Regions from separate parts of the Mus musculus genome. Here region 1 is linked to region 2. A link is a contact called in public Hi-C data. All regions are on one chromosome and are shown on one strand. Each heading gives the region's core, a stretch centred on a gene start, on an enhancer-like site or on the middle of the called end of the contact. The rest is flanking DNA. Distances are from core to core; before and after follow the strand shown. Region 1 holds the start of Rdh10 (retinol dehydrogenase 10 (all-trans)). Region 2 holds the start of Rrs1 (ribosome biogenesis regulator 1).

Region 1 (2,714 bases), core at 60-2,559, 6.6 Mb before region 2:
CTTCTCTAAAGCATTGCTTTTAAGATTGGGTAGGGAGCACAAATGCCCAAATTTGTTGCCTCTCCACACTAGCTTTGAAAATGTAACATTTTGAACCTTACATAAAACACACAGCTTCTGGTAAGTTTGGTAACAAATGACAGGTATATGGGAGAATGGAGCCCAAGTCAATTTAGCCACCAATTTTCCTAGAACAGTATCTATAGTGGGTCATGATCTCTACTTAGGCTTTAAAAAAGTTTCAGGCGCAAACTAATTGTTAAACACATAAGATGTAGATTGGGGTGCCTCCAAATCATGAGAGAAATTTTGCAAAAGGCGGGGGGGGGGCGGGGGGGGGCGAGAGAAAGCACTTTCTCAAGAGGAAGGGAAGCACTCATATTTACTCAGGGTTAGTAACTAAAGCACTTACTTAAGGCTGGGGAAACAATGTAATTATTTTCCAGGAGCTAAAGTTATAGTGAAAGGATCTATAGCGCCCAAGTCTAAGCAGCTCAGACCTCACAGAAACAGATAACTGTTTCAGTCCACTGTGGAAACAACTTCTCAAGACTCTCTATCTTCCCATCATGCCACATGCAAATCAGACTGAGAAATTACTTTTGGACCCAAACCTGCGGTAGCAAGTTCCCCCTGTCTTACACTACTCGCAGAGTTTAGGAAACCTCAGCTTGGGACCGAAGAAACAGGATCTCCTATGTTTTGCACGCTTTCAGTCTTCTAACACAGAAAACCTTGCTCTCTTATCAAGGGGCAAATTCCACTCGCCTTCCAGAAGACCAGCGGGGTGTTCCTTTCCGGGAGAGCGAGGCTGCCCATGACACTAGGCAGTGGAGACCCTCCGGGCTGGGGAGATGTTTGACTCAACAATACACAGGCATTACCTTGCAGAGCAGCAGCGTCGGCCGCCTCCAGGTCCCGGTAGATGTGGCGAACCATGCCTGCGGTCTCCTCATTGCTCTGCGTGTTGATGTCCCAGAGAACCAGCAGCGCCCGGCGCCGGGCGAACTCGAGAGCAAAGAGGCGGCCCAGGCCGCTGCCCGCGCCCGTGATGAGGCACACCTGGCCGGCCACGCTCTTCTCCTTGGGCCGCACCAGCCAGCGCGCCGCGGCCAGCACGAACGCCCACAGCACTTTGAAAGTGACCACGAAGAACTCCACTACGATGTTCATCGCGACGCCCCGGGTCCCGCAGCAGCCCAGCACCGTGTCCTCACTCTCCCTGCGCCAGACAGCCCAGCTCCTGGCCCCGGAGGCGCTTGTCACCGCGATCCGGACGCGAAGGCTGCGCCCGGAGTCCGCCCCCGAGGTGCTGCGGGGCTGAATTGCGCGGGGCCAGTTCCGCCCGGGCTCGGCGCAGTGGCCACGGGCTGTGCCTGCCGCTGCTCCCGGCTCGGCGCCTCCTGCTGGCGGCCGCCTGTTTGTCCCACAGCGTCCGTCCGTCCGTCCAGTCCCGCTGCAGCGGCGGTGACAGCCGCGAGTTAGGCGACGCGCGCTGCCCTCATGGCCAAGCCGCCGCCGCCCGAACGTCCCCGGCGCTGCTGCAGCGGCTCCCCGTCTTCCTAGGACAGGGGTGCGCCGAGCGGATGCGTCGGGACGCGGGAGTTGTCAACTTGACTCAAGTTGCGGGAGGGTGCGGGCAGCGCCGGGAAGGGCCGACTTGCGGGGCGCACGCGAGGGCTGCCAACCGCTCGAGCTGCCAGCGCGACTCGGGTCCCCTGCCCTGCACTCGCGCCGCTGTCACTCGGGCACGGGGCCCCGCAGCGTCTGAGCGTTCCCAGCCGGCTCTGAGGTAGCTCCACACTCCGCGCTATATAACCCACCGCCGGGAAGCGCCGGCCGCTGCAGTGGCATCGGCCCTCCCTCAGCTCGGCCCTCCCCGCCCCCGGTCGCACCCCGCCCCCGGCCCAGCCTCCCCTCCCCGCTCGCCCTCCCGCCGGCCGCCCCACCGCGCGGGGCAGCCCCTCTTCCACGACCGCGGCCGAAGGCTCCCGCCCTCGTCGTGCCACTCTTCGCGGCTCACGCCCCCTGCTGAGGGTCGCCGTGGCTTGCGCCTGCCGGGTCCCGCAGCAGCGAACCCCCCCATCCTCCTCGGACCTTCGGGTCATCACTCTTCCCGGTCTCGCTGCTTTCGCCAACCGAGGGACTGTGGACCTGGCGGCCGATGATCAGGCGCTGCGGAAGACAGCCCGGCAGTCGGGCGGAAAAAGGACCTCGGCAGCGCAGCCGAGGTGGGGGAGCAGGGCTGCGTGGCCACGGGCCGCAGAGAGCCGGAGGAGGTGACAGACAGTGATTTCATAGCTCAGCTAGCCGCTGAGGACGTGAAGCCTCATACTCTAGTGAGCCTAATGGGAATCACCGCCGCGAAGGCTGCCCAGAGTGTCGGTCAACGTCGCCCTCCAGCCCCGCGGGTTATGCAGCGACGCATGCTGGGACTTGTAGTTCACATCCCTGAACATGCCTTTTGGGTCCAACGAATTCCGCAGAGCCTGACCCTAGGGTTGTCAACGCAACCTGGAGAAATTAAGCCCAGAGCTGACGAGGTGTCCCCACTCTATTCATTAAAAAAAAAAAAAAAAAAAAAAAAAATGTATTCAGTGCATTTGTTTTCCGATGAGTTTTACCATAAAGTTGGCTGGCCGTGACTAAGCCAAGCTGTTCATTTTGCGCCAGCAAAGTGCAAAAATCTCAATTCTAGATTATTTTCCGGCTTA
Region 2 (2,706 bases), core at 5-2,504:
ACAGTCCCAGCTTTTCAGAACTGGTCCCGAGGGGAGAACGCTACTTCCTCCTCTTCCCACCTTGGGGCGGCACTCCTTTCTTCTTGCCAGCTAAAGCAGAAGGCCAGGAATGCTTTTTGCTTCCCAAGCCTCCTTTCCTCTTTTCTCCCTGACCCGGCGGGCCGCCCTTTCTCTTGCCCGAAGGTCCTTGCCGGCCCCCTTTCCTCTTGCCTTTCTGGCTCATTTTCCTCCTCTTGGCAGCCTCCTCCTGGTCCTCTTCCCTCATCTGCTTGTTGGTGGCCCTCGTCACGTCCAGCCGAGGTTTCTTGCTGTTCATGACTCGAAGTAGCTCCAACTGGTTCTTTTTCTCGGCTGCGAAGTCCCCAAAGAGGGGCTGAAACTTCCTCTTCTTGCCGGAGCCCCGGGGAGCTTTCTCCTTGGGAAGGCGCTCCTGGAAGCGTCCCACCGAAGCGGTGGAAACCTTGGCCACTTGCATGGCGCGGCCCAGCTCTTCCTTACTCTGGTGTCCAGTAGGGTGCAGGCCGGCTGAGCTGGGCATCTGCATCTTGTGCGCGCGAGCCAGGTTCCGCAGACGGTTCAGCTCATTCTTGGCCACGCGTTCTTTCTTGGCCTGAGTCCTCTTGGCGAACTGGTCTTCCATGGGGTCGGCGCTCCCAGGCACCTCGATCAGCCATTCTTTAGTGTCATCCCGGGCGCGCTTGTAGCCCCAACGGCGCCGCCACTGGCCACTCGCCTCGTCCCACACGAGGTTGGTCTTCTTCTTGGGACGGATTCCCTTAAGGCGCGCGAACTGCTGCCAGCGGGTGAGCGGCCGTGGTCGGGGCAGCGGCTTCTCGCGGGGCAGGCGAGTGGCGGGCTCCGGCAAGCGCGCGACCACCGCCTCCTCCACGCGCTCGGTCGGCAGCCGCCACAGCTGGTTGATGAGCAGCTGCGTGTTGTCCCGCGCCAGGGCCCGCAGCTCGGCCTCCGGCGACGGCCCGGCCTGGCGCAGCACGGTCGGGGGGTTGCGGTCCGAAGCCAGCAGGTTGCCCAGGTCGAACTCCAGCTCCAGCTCCTTGTGCACCGTGATGCGCTGCAGCTTCTCCGCCTCCTCCTGCTCTGCCTTGGCCAGCAGCTCCTCCACGCGCTGGCCCTCCATGGCTCTCGCTGCGGCTCGGATCCCTCACTTCGGGACAGCGGCGGGACGTATCGCCACTACAGCAGCACCCTAAACCGGCAACCACGTGCGGACGTCCGGACCCGTAATCCGGAAGAGGAAAGATCACTTCCGGGTTGTCTGGAAGCGGCTCACAGCTAGGCGGGGAGGTAAAGACCGGCAGAGGGCGGCATTGGACAGCAGATGGGCTTAGAGGCGGGACTTGGATTCGTCACCGGATGTTGGCCCGACTGGCGCTGAGGGTTGGCTAACCAGCTCAGGACCTGGTTGGGACTACGTTTCCCAGCATGCTGTGGGGCAGAGGTAGTGCAGTAGGACGCGGGCTGCTCAAACTCTTGGAAGTGCCTGCATTGTAGCTTCCGAATGGAGCGTCTACACCACAGTGTCTATGGGTAAATCTATTACAGAGGTGTTTGGGGCGAGACAAATTATTTCCCCAGAGTTATAGCCCGTTCTCTGTGCCCTAGGTGTGAGCGGAGACAGATCCCACGGATACCTGTCCAAGTTAGGCATTGTTTTGCGACTTAGTAGGGCTTGCAGTTTGTCTGTACGTGGCCTGGGCACCAATTCTGGCCATGCCATTGTTTGTTCCTGTGATATTTGTGTAGGCCTGAAAAATCGTGGAAGATGGAGACTCTGGTAGTATCCAGGAGTGTTTTAAAGGTAAATGTGTTAATAAGCTTGGAGGAAGGCTAAGATCCAGTGAAAACCAAATAGTTTTTATTCAGTAGTCATGGTGGCCTAGGGAGTTAAAAATCTCAGTTTACTATTTACTGCCATCTATTTTTATAGGTTTTTACCTCAGTCCGGTGTTAGAATGGGCACATGTTCATCTAATGTCATCCAAAAAAGTGTTTTGTTTGTTTGTTTGTTTGGTTGGTTTTTTTGTCTTGTCACATAAGTAGACTTTTACTGATTTATTTATTTTTTAGTTTAGATCACATGAACCGGAGGCCGAGCTTGAACTCCCTGTACATCGAAAGAGAACTTGACTTCTTTTTTGTTTGTTTGTTTTTTGTTATTTTTTGAGACAGGGTTTCTCTGTATAGCCCTGGCTGTCCTGGAACTCACTCTGTAGACCAGGCTGGCTTCGAACTCAGAAATCTGCTTTCCTCTGCCTCCCAAGTGCTGGGATTAAAGGTGTGCACCACCACTGAGAACTTCTTGATTCTCCTACCTCTCTCTCAAGCATTAGTGTTTCAGGCATGCAATATCCAGTGTCCAGTTCCATTTTTTAAACTAAGTTTTTGGTTAGAATGCAAAGTAATTATTTTCAATATGGTGCTTTCATACAGGTATCATTGTTATCTCCATCCTTCACTGCCTTCCCCGTCCCCCATAAATAGACATTTAAAAAATGCAGACTAAACTGGGTATGGTGTATAATCCCAGCACTCTAGAGAAAGAGGCAGGAGGGCCAGGTGTTCAAGGCTAGCCTTAGTTGCATATGGAGTCATCCAAATCATTTTTGTTTTTAATGTGGTTTAAGTTTGCTATATAGCTAAGAATGGTCTTGGAATTAATTCCCTTGCCTCTGCCTCCCAAATTCT

Evidence for each region. Hi-C and Micro-C count contacts between places; a contact is called where the count stands out from the background.
Region 1: a Hi-C map of erythroblasts shows a contact between it and region 2, with 9 times the contacts expected there. The contact joins the promoter of Rdh10 here to the promoter of Rrs1 in region 2. A contact is called at or near these places in 4 of 484 Hi-C or Micro-C datasets (CD4 T cells, CD8 T cells, erythroblasts and 1 more).

Annotation. Positions count from the first base shown.
Region 1 is chr1:16,104,477-16,107,190 of GRCm38.p6, reverse strand. Rdh10 (retinol dehydrogenase 10 (all-trans)) reads right to left here and starts at 1,309. Exons shown (of 6, transcript NM_133832.3): 1 at 885-1,309. The coding sequence starts at 1,173.
Region 2 is chr1:9,543,956-9,546,661 of GRCm38.p6, reverse strand. It overlaps Rrs1 (ribosome biogenesis regulator 1), which reads right to left and starts at 1,254. Exons shown (of 1, transcript NM_021511.2): 1 at 1-1,254. The coding sequence starts at 1,138. The coding sequence ends at 41.